Linked DNA regions of Anas platyrhynchos: region 1 is linked to region 2. The links are chromatin contacts, called in public Hi-C maps. All regions are on one chromosome and are shown on one strand. Each heading gives the region's core, a stretch centred on a gene start, on an enhancer-like site or on the middle of the called end of the contact. The rest is flanking DNA. Distances are from core to core; before and after follow the strand shown. Region 1 holds the start of ADAP1 (ArfGAP with dual PH domains 1). Region 2 overlaps DNAAF5 (dynein axonemal assembly factor 5).

Region 1 (4,910 bases), core at 1,711-4,210, 120 kb after region 2:
ATTAGCGCTGCTAACGTGATTTACAGTCTAAGCCAGTCCAACCCATTAGAGCTGTGATCTCAAGCACTAGCCAGCTCCAGTTTCAGTGATAAACATCGCCCCCCGCCTATTATTTGCTAAAGTAAGCCAAAATAAAGCCATCAATTCAGACATCTCTCTGTTCCAATGAGCCCTTCTACCTGGCACCACCACACCTGCAAGTCTCCTGGAGCGAATGCTGAAAGGAAAAGGCGGGAGATATTCCAGACTCGCTCTCATTTTTCACCCACCTGGTTCTTTTTCAGCAACCAGCAAGCTCAGCATTTGACCCTCTGACAGAACTCGGGCATCCTGTATCACCAAAGCTGTGCAGTGACCTGCTGCTCGTTACATCTTTGTCCTGCACGCAGACGGCCCTGCTGACCATCTCCCACGTGAGGAGGCCAGGCTGCATCTCCTCCCAGGCGATCACCTCCAAGCAGCTGGCAGCGGACAGTCGCTTTTCCACAGGATCCTGCAACACAGTTTGGAGAAGTAGGAACTGAATGGGACCCCCAGTCTCACCTGTGCGTTCACACCATTACCTGCGCATGCAGAGTATTAACATCTGATCTATGCCATTGTTTGTGCTTTCCTGTACAGATCCTGGTCTGGCACACTGCTACCTCTAAACTAGGCACAAATGTGACTGCACAGAGAGAAGGGGCAGGCTTGTGTTGCCAGGCTATGGGCACACATGGATGCTGCCTTAGCAAACATTCTGAGTACACACACACACAAGCTGAGGACACACCAAAGAGCAGGCAGAGCCCTGCCCGCCTGACAACATGTGCTCTGGTACACATGGGTGGTGAGCTCGAGGGGTAAAGGACAGCCTGCTAAATACTCAGGTCAAAGTCAGCACAGTGTACCCCCTCCCTTCCCCATCCAGAGTAAGGAGCAAAAACCTGGGGAGGTAACTGCAGCAATGCCAGCAGCCAACCTTATCCCCACCCTGAGATTCCCAATTTGGTACCTGGTCACAGGGATGTGAAAGCTCAGTTACCAATGTTTTGATTTTTTTTTCTCGTGCTTGGTTCAGCATCCTGTTACCAGCCAGTTCCTTGGCACTGATCAGATCTGCAGCTTCTGTGCAATTCCTGAGTAGCAGTAGCAGGACTTTTTCTCCATTTAGGTCTGCCCACTTGAAAACTGCCTGCTTTCCTCCACGTAGTGAAATGCTATTGACCATCTAGCAAGCCATGTTACCACGGGCTTGTTGTCAGAGCAACCCAGAGGGAAAAGCCCCCTGTAGATTGCCAGCAAATTGCTCCTCTAAGCTCATGGGAGATTTGCTGTTTCCTGGGAATGAAACCCTGGCTCTTCACCAGCAGGTTTGTGGGAGCAGGATCTCACCCCACAAACCAGCAGCTCTACTACCACCTCCTCTCTCAGAGAAGAAATGAAAGAATTTGAGAGTACAGACTGGGCTAGAGGAGATAATCCATGCAGGAGGCTTAATTTTTGTGTGGTGTCCACAAAACTTGCCTCTCTCCTAAAGAAAGTCAGGATTTGGCATTAGATTCTGCTGAGCACTCACAAGATCTGAAGCAGGGTGCAGCCCACAGCATCACAACAAATCCTGAGCACAGTGCTCGTGTCCCAGATTCTGCGGGGCTACCAATCTGCTGCTTGTCCTGAGGAGAGATTCAGTGCCTCCTAAGCTTGCTGAAACCCGGAACACAGTTTGGAAACAGAGAAATGCAAATTGAGCAACCAAAACCAGGCCTGACTGCCTTTAGAGCACCTCTCCATGTGACTTGCTCCCCACATGCCCCAAGCATGAACCAGGTACATTAACAGGTTCTTGCTGGGCAGGGCTTGCTAGCACTGAGGACACCAGAAATCCTCCAGAAATTAGAGCTGTCAACTCCTAGAAAGTTACTAAAATAGACAAAGAGCTCACTCATCCAAAGGGACTGCAGAAGCAGCCCCCACTGCCTGCTTTTTAAAATCATCAAGATATAGTTAAAAGTTTGAGTCGTTCTGGGCATTCTCCTTTTCTTCACCACCCTGCTTTCTTTTTGCAAGCAGAAGCCTGAGCAGAAGAGCATCTACAGCACTGGTTCAAGGCACCGCTCACTACCAGCCAGCAGGACACGCGGCCAGACAGACCACCACGTCCCTCCCACGTTTATCCAGTGGGAACCTGCCTTACTCTGCGTGGAAGCTGGGAAAGGCTGCTTGTGCAGATAGCTACACATCCCACCAGAGCCGGGGAAGTGTGGAACGGCACAGGCTGGATTCAGCCCACCAGATTTTAGGCACCTGAGCTGTTTCACGCTCACAGAGGTACCTGGGAGCTTGCCTGGGCTGTATGGTGAATACTGGGCTTGTCTGGGGGGTCTTCCATCCAGCCAAGCCCAACAGGAATCAGCAGACGTGACAGACCGATACACCTGCTAATCTAAGTCCCAAAATCTCCTGGAATAAGGGGAATAATATATTGGTGAAACAGCCTGCACAGTCCTGGAGAGTGAACACAAACATGAGTCTCTAGGAAGAGCCATAAAAAAACTGTATTATCATTGGGACCAGGAAATAAAAACGGCATCAAGGTCTATCAAGTCCTCTGCACGCACACACACACACACACACACACTGAACTTCTGGGTGCCTTTCTATGAAGCTCCTATTTCTAGCGGTGATCACTTTTGCGTTTCAAGCCATATGGCACCATCATTCCAGAAGGAGAGCATTTTGTCTTGAAATCTGCTAGCTAGAAAATCTGCTGCATCCTGACAGAAGTGCAGCACTGCCAGCTATTCACAGGGGAAAAAAAGAAAAGTCATTAAAAGAAATGAAGAACTGGGTTAAAATTGATCAGACATCCAATTTTCACTGAAACTCCCAGGAAGGGGAAAATAACCCTTGCATGTACCTTCCCCAAACTGTTTTTGTTAATCGATGAACTTTCATTTCTGTGGGAAACCTGATACAACACAGCCACATTCCCAAATTTAGCAGGAGAATCTACTGCAGGGGATCTCCTGCAGGCAGAACAGTAACCAACTCCCTTTGGGGTCACTGGTTGTGCTAGAAATTACTGTATTCCTGCACGCTGGCAGAAGCATCATTCCATGCCCAGTAATCACTGAGAAGTCTAGAAACACACTGCTCTCCAGTGGAACTGGAACACCCGAGGCACTTTTCAGAGCACACAGCATGAAGCAATGCCACACTTTTCATACAGGAAAAAGAATCCTTCTTTAATGGTCTGCCTACAGAATTTCCTCATCCTTAACTGCCTCCGTGCAATGCCCCAGCAGCTTAATGCTGCCTTCCAGAGCTCTCTGGGCCTGCTTGGAGCAGAATCACATAACGGGGTGCAAATGTAGGTGCTCCAACCTACCTCCTTCCCTCCCGCAGTTAGCACTGGCTATGTGGAGCCTCCAAAAGCGGCAGTAAGTGAAAGGCTATTTTGATTGCTGCCACAAAGGGCGATTAGTCACCAGCAAAGGTCAGCAAATCTGTGGTCAGCAAAGGAAACCAAGCGGGCAATCACTCACTGCAAGCATAATGCCCAGCTGCAAGGAATTTGTGGTTTGGAGCAGGCAGCACAACCTGGGGAGAACGCTTTGGAAGGGGACTGGGGAGGACTGAGAGTGAAGGTCAGCGGGCTGCACCCACTGCCTGCCCACAGCTCCGTGCTGACAGGTGCAGCCCTCCCGCTATGCCTGGCATCCCGCTGCCAGGGGGCAGGTGCAGTAACAGCACGGTAACAACCCTGCCCTACCACAGCAGCACCGCCTCGTTGTGCTTATATGCAGGACTTTGGACCATGGCTCATTTCCAGCACAACCACAGGAGGCTCTCTTTGTGTAGGCTTTTTTTTTTTTTTAAAAAACGAACTCACAGAGACTTGGAAGTGTTTATTAAACCCTTTCTTCCTTGTTCTGCAATTCATTGCCATTGTTTGGAGATACACCTAAAGCTCAAGGTCTCCCAGGAAGACCTTGGGAGACCTAAGGAGGGCTGGCCTGCAGCAATGTTCTCTTTCTGTAAATAACTGCAGCAATCAAGGTTAAACTCTCTGTGGTTGAATTGATTCTAATCTGAACTAAGAAAGGGAGTATGTGCTCTAAGTGCCAACACGAAAAGCTCTGCTGACCTGGAGCCCTCTGGGGATTCCCTGGGACATGATCCCAAGCAGCAGAGCACCTACTTATTGTGTGAGGTGGTTTGGCTGAAAAAGAGCTACATGAAAGACTATTACAGCCCCTCACTTATTGATTTCTATTGTTGTGTTAGCAGCTTACAAAGATCTTCATCGCAAGATAGTCAACGCCTCCTCCTGCTCTGGGCTCTCCCTTCCACACCTGTACAACTACAGCCAGACCGGCAGTCTGTACATTAAGCTGAGAAGAATCTCGTTTTGCAGCCGTTTGCATTCCTCTAAGTCCCAGGGTCTGTCAGCAGGGGGTGCTTCACGGCAGCCTTTGGCAGGCAGCACTGGTGCAGGCAGGGACATTCACCCACTTCTCGGGAAGATTAACGCACTTGTGTGGGACTTACCTTGCTCCTGGCACCACACATAGCACAGCAGCTCATTAACTCCAAACAGCTACATAAAGAAATCATCCCCCCGACAACGCTGCCTACCCTGTACCACACATGCCTGAGCCTCAGCTCACCGTTTCCAGAATAAACTTACCCGGCCCGGTGTCAGCTTCTGGAGAGCTTCCTCTTTGGTACAGGAACAGGAAAGCTTACCTACAAACTTACGACTTTCCTTTGGCTTAAAACACTGCTGTCATTTGAAAGAACAAACCTGGATCCCACAAGCAAAGCTAAAATAAACAGGTTTTAGAGAAAGGTTTTAATTAACGACCTGCGTGTTGGCAGGAATAAATTGAAGAGCATTCCGGGAACTTCTTCCAGATGACTCCGGT
Region 2 (5,470 bases), core at 2,179-4,678:
CTTGAGGGAGACAAGATTCTGAGCCAAGGGAAAGCTGAAGTATTCTGGGTAGACTCCCTGCAATATCAGTAGATGTGGTCTCATCAATAGCTTTCATACTTTTCACATTGTGAATACCTTTCATTGGACAGTCTCAAAGGGCCTTACAAATATTAATGAATCCTCACAGCATTCACATGGAGCGTTATCTCCACTTCACAGACGGAGAAAATGAGACAGAGAGAAGGTAAGTAGTTTACCAAGATAACACAGTGAGTCATGGGCATCGTCTGAAGTGGAAGAAAGACCAGGCTCCCCTTTCCATGAATGTTAGGTATTTGTTTAAATACTGCCTTGGAAAAATTAAGTTATGAAAGGCTTATCACATACATTATAAACATGTTACCTTATAAGTTTTGTGTTTTTTTTTGTGTTTTTCCCCCCTTTTCTGCCTATGTTTCTATGACAGAAAATTCTCTTTTACATCCTGTCAGTCTCTCTACCAATTTCTCATGAACCTTTGTTTTGCTTTCTTATTTTTGGCTCCAGGCTGTTCCCTAGCTACCTTGAGATTGTGATAAAAGACATTCTGGCTCCTAATCTGCAGTGGCATGCTGGAAGAACAGCAGCTGCCATCCGCACTACAGCTGTATCATGCCTTTGGGCTCTAATTCACTGTGAAACACTTTCACCAGAAGAGGTAAATTCTCTTTCTCATCAAGCATACTTTGAAATCTTAGGCAGGAAAGCAAAATAAATGCAAGGAAAACAAATAAACAAAAAATCCTTTTTTTAAGTAGGATTTTCAGGTGGATGTATAGTTTTCATAATAAAATTAATTGCAACTGAGTGCTAATAACTGAAATGATCAGAAGTGAGGAGAGGGTGATATCCTGACAAAAGACCTGAGACCTGCTATATGGTGTAGAACTTGCCATCATGAAATTTTGTAGATCTGCTCTAGCATAACGCCAGTTCTGAGACACCAAATACTCAGGCCCTTGACATAACTGGCCCCTTAGCCAGTACGTGCAGAGCGGCACTGGAGCTAGCCAGTACATGCTTTTGTGTAATGTGGTGAAGACAACTTGTCTGGTTGCCTTGGAACCCACAGGTCCATTTAGGAAAAAAATGTAAAAGATTCCTGGAAAGGGCAGGAGGAGTTGAGATGGAACTTGAAGGGTATCTATAGAAACTAAAATAGAGAGCTGGCAAGGAATATGCTTAAAGAAATGTAAGGTTCTGTAGTGATCAAGGATTAATTGAATCTGAGGAGGTTTTTGAAGCTTGTTTGCTAGCAAAAATGGCATGTGGAAGGAAAAATGTTCAATATAAGGACATTTTTAAAAACAAATGGACTTTAAGTTTTATTAAATGCTTATAATCTTTATTGCCTTTATAATAGACCTTAATTGAACAGAATGCTTAAACACATGTAACTGGTTGATTTCACGTATATGAAAATAACATCAGAGACTACTGTTGTGTTTAAATGTTTTTCTGAATCAGTGGGGGACCTAAACACCCTTTTACATTAATGTATATGAAATGTACATATTAAAGTCAAATAATGAAACTCACTAAAAATGTTGTATTAAAATCTTTATTTAAAAGCTTCCTTTTGGAATAAGAGCACCATCTACTGGTACATACACATAATCCTCATCTCCAAATTACTGAAAGTCTTGCCAAGATTTTTTTTTTTTTTAATAAAAAGACAAGCAAGACTAAAGCTTTTACAGATAATGTAAAACTCATGCATATATACTGAGTATTCATGAAATGGCTGTTCTATTGGTGGATTTTCCATTTCCCAAGCTTCTTTAGAGGTAAAAATGAAGCTAACATCAGGAGATTCAGGTGTAATTATAATTAACTTTATCTTTTTAAATTGTGCAAGCCAGTATCTGTCAGATCTAATGATAACTGATGTAACCAATAAGCACATTGTTTCAGAGAGACTGAAAAGCTGTTGGTTTTTATATGCTTTTCTTGTTAATTCTAGACCTTGAAAGTCAAAGATGTGCTAATGCCCGAAATTATTGCTGCCATGGATGAAGACTCTAAAATTAGTCGACTGATGGGTTGCTGTATTGTTGGTGTTTTTTTAAAAGTCTGTGGGAGGCAGTTTGATGAAGACCAGCTTACCAAGATTTACCCAGGTAAGTGTGAGAGTTTTGGGGTTTTATGATGGAGGCACATCTCCATATTGAAAAATTACACTTACTTTTTCTCCTGAAGTGTCATAGAAGCTTTGTTTGTAATGATAAAAAGTCCTCGTTCTGGAGCAGTAAGCAGATTCTCTCTGGAGCTTTAGGATTCACTCCAAAGGTTGTCCACCTCACCTGCAGTTTAATTGCAGCTGGTAGCAATGAAAGTACTAACACAGACTAAGAAATGACAAATCTGCTATGTCTAATGGCTTTAGTACTACCTGAAGAGCAAAAAAGCCTTTACAAACAGGTGTAGATTTCATGTTGACTTGGTTTCTCACACATGTTTATTTTACTCCCATAAACATATTCTAGTGCTATGGTTCTGTTCTTTTATCTGGTGTTTTAACTATTTGGGTACGTATCCCCTAGAGTAATTTTATATAGTAATTTATATAAAATTAAGGAAAAGTGGGGGAAAAAAAAGTGGAAAAAGTAGATTGGGCAAAATCATACGGTCAGCAACAGTTTTGTATATGAGAGGCAATTTAACATCTTAATCCTGCGGAGATGAAGACATGCCTGGACAGATATTCTCTCCACTTGAATACGTCTTTTACCAGAGCATAACAATCAATTAACAATCAATTAACAATCGACCTCATCGCAGTCTACAACTTCCTAGTAAGGGGGTGTCGAGAGGCAGGAGACCTTTTCTCCATTAACACCAGCGACAGGACCCGCGGGAACGGGGTTAAGCTGAGGCAGGGGAAATTTAGGCTTGACATCAGGAGGGGGTTCTTCACAGAGAGAGTGGTTGCACACTGGAACAGGCTCCCCAGGGAAGTGGTCACTGCACCGAGCCTGATTGAATTTAAGAAGAGATTGGACTGTGCGCTTAGTCACATGGTCTGAACTTTTGGGTAGACCTGTGCGGTGTCAAGAGTTGGACTTGATGATCCTTAAGGGTCCCTTCCAACTCAGGATATTCTATGATTCTATGATTCTATGATTTGTTACTGCCAAGTGAGACTGCATAAAGTATATAAAGTACAGGTATGCATTTTAAAGAATCAAGATGTTAACACACGTGAGTAGGTATTAAGTATGACTCCAACAGCACTTGCTTCTTGCAGGCCCTTTCTGTACTAGCTTTTCAACTGCAACATTTCATTTTATTAAGATATTCTGTTGCTGATATGCTAATATCATTTTTATATGCCCTTGCTACCAGCTGAGCAGAACTGAGCTGAAGTATTCCCGATGTTATTATACATTAGACCACTAGATGGAACTTTAGTCAGTGTTATTGTCTCCAAGGCTTACCAGTATTTCATCTGCCTTGCTTCCTAGTTTAGACTATGTGAAATAATGTTTTAACTATAGTGAAAGTAGAACAGTAATGTGTTATATAAATGGTAGTCACATCGTTCTCCATGTTGTGTGGGGTAGGTTTTAAAAAAAAAAAGAGGAAGAAACTACTAATCTGCAGTGCTGTATTGCCAAATAGAGATACTTTCTCTAAAACTTATTAGTATCATATTGGTATGAAGGTAGAGTGTGTTAGCCAACTAATCTAAATAATTTAATAAATGTATTTTAATATTTTGACAACATAATTAACTTTTAGAAAACAATCCAATAACAATCCTATGCATGCTTTTAGGAAGAATATACATGTATTCCACAAGTTCAAAAGACAGAAAGATGTCATGTATATAAATGCAACAACAATTTCAGTGATTACAAAATAAATTTGTGTTTTGAAATAAAAATAAAAAGGTAACTTCTCTGTTAATAGTGATGATTGGTTGTATATTTGTTCCTTTGCAGAAGTCCTAAAGCGTTTGGATGATGCTTCACGTGATGTACGACTGGCAGCTGCTCGCACCTTAACTAATTGGTTTAATTGTGTAAAAGACAGTGATATGAAATCTGTAATGAAAAGTAATATTGAGATTTTGTATCAAGAACTGTTGATACATCTGGATGACCAAGATCAAGATACTCAAAATGCAGTCCTAAGTAAGACTTTCAGTCATATATATTTTTTTTGACAATGCTTTACAAAGAATGCTACTTCCATGTAACACTTGAAAACTCTTACTGCTAGGGACTAGTTGCAGTGAGTATGAGCTCAGACCTTTCACCTGTATGCAGAATGTTTTATCTAGTATTCACTAGAGTCGGAATATGAGCATATCTGATGTATCAGAACCCTGTATAAACAGTAGACAGGATATGGACCATAGACACTAACCACTGCAGGATGTGACCATACCCTATCTCTTAATAAATTCTGTGGAATTTATTGGTGTATCCGTTTATGCATTCAAGCATATAGATATCAAAATGCAGACTTCAGTAAATGAGAGGGGAATTAGTTTTTCATGATTGCGCAACTAACAGAAAACTTCCAGGTTAGGTTTCAGCTACTTTGAGGGAACCTGGACAGAGAAAGACAGAGCAGCTAATGTTTTATAAACCATATTTTGTTTTACAGATGCTTTAAAAGAAGGCAGCATTTTATATCCAGAACTGCTTGTGAGAGAAATTGAAGTGATTATACATAAGCATCGAACACCAGTCTATTGTAATCAACTACTACATCACATTCAGTCAGCCAAAGAACCACTGTTATGAATCAATGCTGATTTTTTAGTGAACTGCATGTGAAATCTGTTTGATCTGGATTGGTTTCATATTTTCATTTTCTTAAGGTAGGCTGAGCAATAAATAGATTTTTTTTTTCCTTCATAAGTTCAGTATTAGTTCATTTAAAACTCAGGTTAGCACAATTCTATGTTCTTTGCCATGTGAAGGTGGTTATTTTTTTTTTTTCTTTTCCTAGCAATAAGACAATGTTTAAATTCACGTTGCATTGAAACTTTTCCAGGTACAAGGTTTAAAAGAGGAATATTTTTGAGGAATCTGATACTATTTATATTTGAGAAAGATAATTTATTTTAAAAAATAATAGTGTAATGTTAAATTTATGTAATTCAGCGAGTACTTAGTCTTCTAAGGAGCATTTCAAACTGGATGATATTCAGACTTTGCAGAGTCAGGTCTGTGAGGAACAGTTTTATCAGAAGTGAAGACAGCCAAACTTCTGTTGCATAGCGCAGCAGAATTTTCATGGTGTTCTGAGTACTTATACTAGCATAACATAGGGGACATATTCTGAGTAGGTGTCACTAAAGGAATGTTTTGTATTGTCATTGTATTACATGTTATGACTGAGAATAAAACTAACATTTTTTAAATTAAGGATTGTAATGGAAGGAAATGTGCTGTTTTGTCACTTAGATTAACAATATTTATATTGTTTTTGTTAA

What was found. A called contact is a pair of places that touch in the nucleus more often than the background predicts.
Region 1: a contact with region 2 is called in a Hi-C map of subcutaneous adipose tissue, with 2.5 times the contacts expected there. The contact joins the promoter of ADAP1 here to the enhancer-like site in region 2. A contact is called at or near these places in 2 of 8 Hi-C or Micro-C datasets (liver and subcutaneous adipose tissue).

Annotation. Positions count from the first base shown.
Region 1 is chr15:14,178,834-14,183,743 of IASCAAS_PekinDuck_T2T, forward strand. It overlaps ADAP1 (ArfGAP with dual PH domains 1), which reads right to left and starts at 2,961. Exons shown (of 11, transcript XM_072023792.1): 1 at 270-2,961. The coding sequence starts at 303.
Region 2 is chr15:14,062,288-14,067,757 of IASCAAS_PekinDuck_T2T, forward strand. DNAAF5 (dynein axonemal assembly factor 5) reads left to right here. Exons shown (of 14, transcript XR_011803624.1): 10 at 529-679; 11 at 1,985-2,141; 12 at 3,966-4,157; 13 at 4,636-4,852. Among named protein-coding and RNA genes, the nearest start is that of SUN1, 7.8 kb to the right of the region's middle. Within about 2 kb of position 3,429, at least 1 of the 8 cell types and tissues checked has an H3K27ac peak or open chromatin away from gene starts, as enhancers often do. A contact at or near this core is called in subcutaneous adipose tissue, where this site is marked.